2 separate regions of the Gasterosteus aculeatus genome follow, and region 2 is linked to region 1. The links are chromatin contacts, called in public Hi-C maps. All regions are on one chromosome and are shown on one strand. Each heading gives the region's core, a stretch centred on a gene start, on an enhancer-like site or on the middle of the called end of the contact. The rest is flanking DNA. Distances are from core to core; before and after follow the strand shown. Region 1 holds the start of mef2d (myocyte enhancer factor 2d). Region 2 overlaps mef2d (myocyte enhancer factor 2d).

Evidence for each region. A called contact is a pair of places that touch in the nucleus more often than the background predicts.
Region 2: a Hi-C map of liver shows a contact between it and region 1, with 2.8 times the contacts expected there. The contact joins the enhancer-like site here to the promoter of mef2d in region 1. A contact is called at or near these places in 5 of 6 Hi-C or Micro-C datasets (liver, skeletal muscle, tail fin and 1 more).

The regions. Positions count from the first base shown.
Region 1 is chr20:1,104,452-1,107,290 of fGasAcu3.hap1.1, forward strand. mef2d (myocyte enhancer factor 2d) reads left to right here and starts at 1,525. Exons shown (of 14, transcript XM_078094323.1): 1 at 1,525-1,734.
Region 2 is chr20:1,141,434-1,144,133 of fGasAcu3.hap1.1, forward strand. mef2d (myocyte enhancer factor 2d) reads left to right here. Exons shown (of 14, transcript XM_078094323.1): 7 at 1,686-1,864. Among protein-coding and RNA genes, the nearest start is that of LOC120814983, 15 kb to the right of the region's middle. Within about 2 kb of position 1,323, at least 7 of the 9 cell types and tissues checked have open chromatin away from gene starts, as enhancers often do.

The DNA of each region.
Region 1 (2,839 bases), core at 275-2,774:
TCATTGCAGCTGTCTCTCGCTCTTTGTCCCCCTCGCTTCATTTTTATGAAGCCGTGTGTGATTCCTGGAGCCCCCCCCCCCCCGGCTGTCTCCATGTGTTGCGTTACCAGACTCGGAGGCACGTCCCCCCCCCCCCCGTGGGACCGCCACATGTCCACACGGTGGCTCTGGTTCACATTCCTCAGGGATGCCTGAGCGGACTTTTGGTGAAAGTCAGCGGTTTTGGGGTGAGAGGGGGTGAGAGGTGGGGGGGGGGGGTCACATGTTCTTTACCACATCCCCAAACATACGACAATGAAGCCTTTAAATACTTTAGTTCCTGAAAAAAAAAAGTAGACTTATGTGAGTTTATGATCATCTCAGGACATATCGGGTGACCCTTAGGAGGGACCCGAACCTTATAGTGAGAAACATGAGACTACAATAACAGGTTGATTTCTAACAAATCAACTACCACAAGTAACTTATTCTGTCTCCATAATAATTGTTGTTACTTCAGCACTCACTGTTCTCTACTCAGGCCTGGATTTGTTTCACTTTTTAAATATTTTTAATTTTTTTACTGCATATTTGAATAAACATATGGTGTTTTAAATACGTTTTTCGCGTTATATTTAATGGAAATATTTATTTTAATTGTTTATATATATTGTATATTATATGTTATATGTATTAAAGGTGAATTAAGTAAAACGTGACTTATATATAAATAATGACTCTCCACAAATCTATGAGGCCGAAAAGCATCGCACGCACGAGCCCGCGTTACTTTGAATGTCACAGCTACTCGCTGACGTCACACGTAACCTCGCGCAGTTACGTCGACAGGAGGCTAGAAAACGAAACTCTGCGCGTGAAGTCTTCCGCCAAAAATAATTGTGCGCGTGCAGTCGCGCGAAAGCCAATTTTTCGTGCGTGTGGTTGCCACACGCGCCCCGCTGACCACGCACGTCACCGAGCGTCCGTGTCCTCAGCTCAGCGTAAACACGGTGTTCCTCCGCCTCGGCACAGAGAAGTAGGGCGCGGGTCACCGCTTGTTCAGCATCCGGTGAAAGTAAAGCAGAGAACTTAAATATGCATTAAGAACAATGAGCACCTGTAAACAAGATCAATACTAACAATAATACAACAACGTACCATTAATGCAAATAAATGCATGCCAGCACGAGACACGGTTGGTTGCTGCTGTGTAAATGTTTAAATAATTCCCTCAGTATCTACATAACATCACTCATGAATATATTTCATAACAACATTTTATTTATACATGTGTAAATAAATATTTATTTTATTTAAGTTTTATTTAAATAAAAATAACAAAAGCACCGGAAGTGGAGCCGCTGCTCTCACGGCTCCGACAGGGCGGAGGGATACAAACTCCTAACACATGATGTCGCCATCAGCCCTTCCTACTTCACAGCTCGCCTCCCTTTCCCCCGCCCCCCTCCCGCGATTCGCTCAGCGCCGGCGATCCGATTGGCCGAGGCGTCGCGCACGGCTCGCTGTCATTGGCCGCGCCGGCCCGTCGGTCAGGGACAGCCAGCCCCTCTCAGGGAGGATCAGGGCTCCATTCGCCTCAACTCAAGAGTTACCTGCCACATCAAGTAGGAAGACACGCATTTCTACTTTATTTTATCTTTTCTTTTACATTGTCCCCGCGTGGTCCTCTCGTGCCTGAACGCAACCAAAGTGCGCGTTCGAGTGTCGGTGAACAGATGTGGACGCGCTGCGCGGGTAAGTCGCTGCTGCTACGTTTCTGTTTCCTCCCGTGTGTGTGTGTGTGTGTGTGTTTGTTTGTGTCAGTGTGTTTGTGTGTGTGTGCGTGTGTGTGTGTGACAGCTGTGGCGTCCGGCTGCCGTGCTGGAGGTGCGTGCGTGTTTGTGTCGTTGTAGTAACAGAAACGGAAAGAAGCTCCGCGTGTCCGCGGGTCAAGGGCACGCGCAGCCCCGGGTTGTTCCTCAGCATCAAAGCGGAGCGCCACCTTTCCCTCCTCCGAGGCGCGCGCGCCACCGACAACGCTCCGCAAAGCTGTCAGGAGCGATTTACAGCAAGTGTCAGCCCCGCTGTGCGTGTGTGTGTGTGTGTGTGTGTGGGCGCGTGCGTGCGTGCGCGTGTGTGTATTTTTTTAATGTGATTTTACGTTCTAGTTTATTGGCAACTTTTATCGCGCCATTAATTTTAGTAAGAAATGACAGCTTTACATTGCGGTGTTTTGCACGCGCCCCCCCCCCCCTTTTTAATATAAAATACGCATATTGTACGCGTTCTTCCTCATATCCTTTAAGCTTTTGTGTCTGACAAATCTTTTTATGTCTCTTTCATGAGCCCAGTGCGACAATTGTGTCCTCGTTGGAGCGTGATTGCTTTTCTCCCGGGAGAGAGGGCCATCAAACTTCTAATTTCCTCCAACCAGAATCCATTTTGCCCGTGGAAGCAGGAGACGGGGATGAGGGGGGGGTCGTTCCCTAAGGGGCCGACAGGTGAGCGCCTCAGGTCGGTGGGGAGGGGAACCCTGAGCTCCAGCTGCTGGGCTCCTCTGTCTGGTGTCATGCACGCAGAACCTGCGCTCCTGAGGTGAAGCTGCATTCTCTGTAGTGACCAGCAGGGGGCGACTCCTCTGCTCCCATAGACGTCTATGAGGAAATGACTCTACTTCTCTGTAGTGACCAGCAGGGGGCGACTCCTCTGCTCCCATAGACGTCTATGAGGAAATGACTCTACTTCTCTGTAGTGACCAGCAGGGGGCGACTCCTCTGCTCCCATAGACGTCTATGAGGAAATGACTCTACTTCTCTGTAGTGACCAGCAGGGGGCGACTCCTCTGCTCCCATAGACGTCT
Region 2 (2,700 bases), core at 73-2,572, 37 kb after region 1:
TCCTCGCCCCATGAATATAAGAAGACTTTCATTTCAACGCCACCGCGTCGGATGGTTCACACGCCGTGTAGCAGGTCGTCAATGAAAGAGAACGTAGTTTATCAGTGTGGTATTCACAAAGATCAATAGCGTTAGATCAAATCTGCTCCATAAACATACGGTGACGACAAAGCTGTCAATCACAGTAAGCCCCGCCCTAAAACCTCCCCTGCTATGTGGCCTCTTTCTCTCTCCCTGTGCCTCCTTTTCTCTCCTTTTCCTTTAGCCTTAACTCCTCTTTCCTCTGTGTGTCCATATTGCTTCCTTCCCTCCATCTCCACTTTCTCCTCTTTAATCTTCTTCTCAACGACTTCCTCCTCCTCCTCTCCTCTTCTTCACCTTCACCTCCTCCTCCTCTCCTCTTCTTCACCTCCTCCTCCTCCTCTCCTCTTCTTCACCTCCTCCTCCTCCTCTCCTCTTCTTCTCCTCCTCCTCCTCTCCTCTTCTTCACCTCCTCTTCCTCTCTTGGATCTGTCGTCCTCAGCTGTTGTCCTGGGACTCGGGGCTCCTGGAATGTCACCATTGACGTCACCCAGCATTCCACACATTCCCACACCCGGCCTCGCGTAATAGGAGACTTAACACACACACACACACACACGCACACACCCCTCACACGCGCACACACACACACGCACACACCCCTCACACGCACACACTCACACATGGAGAACAACACATTTAAGAGCCGATACAAAGAGTAAACATACGTAAATAAAACCACGGAGGCATCAACATCTCTGTGACTCACTCGTGGGATCGGAGTGTATTCATGCAACACACACACACTCACACACACACACACACAGCCTCACACAAGCTTCAATCGCAGGGGGGAGATTTAACTTGTGACCTCCTCAGCATCCACGTGTATAGTTGGGTAATAATTATACAGAAATGAATGATTTAATCGTCATGATAATATTCTATTGTTGACACAATAAACTCCTCAACTTCCTCTTTGTCCTCTTCTCCAGTTCCCCCCCACAGCGTTCTGTGTTTTCTCTCCCTCACGTTAGAGGGTTACAGAGGTGGCCGGGTAGTTGTTGTTGGACTGTGTGTGTGTGTGTGTGTGTGTGTGTGTGTCCGTCCCTCGAGTGTGTGCTGCTGAGATGAAACAGAGTCACATGCCGCTGTCGTCTAGAGGTGGCGTCATGGAGAAGTGCTATCTGCTATCTCACACACACCCTGACTCCTGTGTGCGTGTGTGTGTGTGTGTGTGTGTGTGTGTGTCAGGGCTGGGAAAGTCCCTCTCGTGCGCACTTTGACTGTTTTGAGTCCGGATCTTTTCAGCGCCACGAACAGGCTGCAGTCTGCTGGAGGCCCGTTGTCATGACACCCAGATCACATGCCAGGATTAAAAAAACATTAAGTGACATTAAAAACATCCAGGAAACGTTCAAACTAACGAAACCGTAGCACATGAAAAATATACAGAGTGGTGAGAGTAAACCAAATAAGACACACGCACACACACACACGCACACACACACACGCACAGGTATCGTTGTTGCTTCTTAGAAGCGAGCCGTTTGGCTGAAAGCGTTTGGAATGCGGCCGGTTGAGTCTCTAAAGTCTGGTGATCAAACAAAGTGTTAACAATGTTGTAAATGATTAAACTACTTTAATTCTCTGCGTCCCTCCAGCTAACGGCTACATCAGCGCCAGGGCCTCCCCGGGCCTCCTCTCCGTATCCAACGGCAACAGCCTGGGGAAAGTGGTCCCGGCCAAGTCCCCGCCCCCGCACAGCCCTCAGATGGTCAGCAGCCGCAAGCCGGACCTGAGGGTCATCACCTCGCAGAGCGGCAAGAGCCTGATGCAGCTGGTGAGTACGCCGGGCGCACGGGGGGGCGGAGTCACGGAGTCACGTGACCACGTCGGGTAGGGGGTCGTCATGAACTGTCATGTTTAGGCGTTGAAATAGATGTGATCTCTTATCCAAGAGGAGGATTTTAAAAATACTTCTGTAATATTCTTCTTTCTTTTCATGTTTCTTCATAATTTCACTACAGTTAGTTGTTACAGAAACGTAAGCGTCCTGTTTTTCACTCTCTCCTCTTCCTCTTCTGTTTCCTCCTCCTCATTCTCTTCTTCCTCCTCCTTCCATGTTTTTCCTTCTCTTCCTCCTCATTCTCCTTTTCCTCTTTTTCTTATTCCTCTTCATCCTCCTCCTCCTCTTCTTCCTCCTCCTCCTCCTGCTGAGCAGACTGAGGAAGAGCTGGAGTTGGTGAGTGAGGTGAATACACTTCTTGACTTTGAGCTGACGCACGGTGTGGATCCGCCAATCAGCCGTTGCGCTGGTTTCCTGGAGAGTCCTGCAGGGTTCACAGGGAGCTGAGACCCCCAAACCACAACAACAGAATAATGAGACAGGAAGTCTTTGAATAACAAAACTCCTCTTTGCTGAGTACTCAATTTAGCAGAAAAACACAAGTTTAAAAAGGAGGACGTATTAATTCAGTTATCATATGAAGCTGCTGGCATGGCTAACATAGCTTAGCATGGAGACATCTTAATCTTAATAAGTGGAAGTATGGGAGGCTTACCAACCCACACACTCCCCAGAATGTACAGCAGCAGAACGTTGCATTTTGTCACATTAAACATTGAAGAAATACATTTATGAGCGAACACAGAGCTTAAAGTGACGTATTTGGGGGA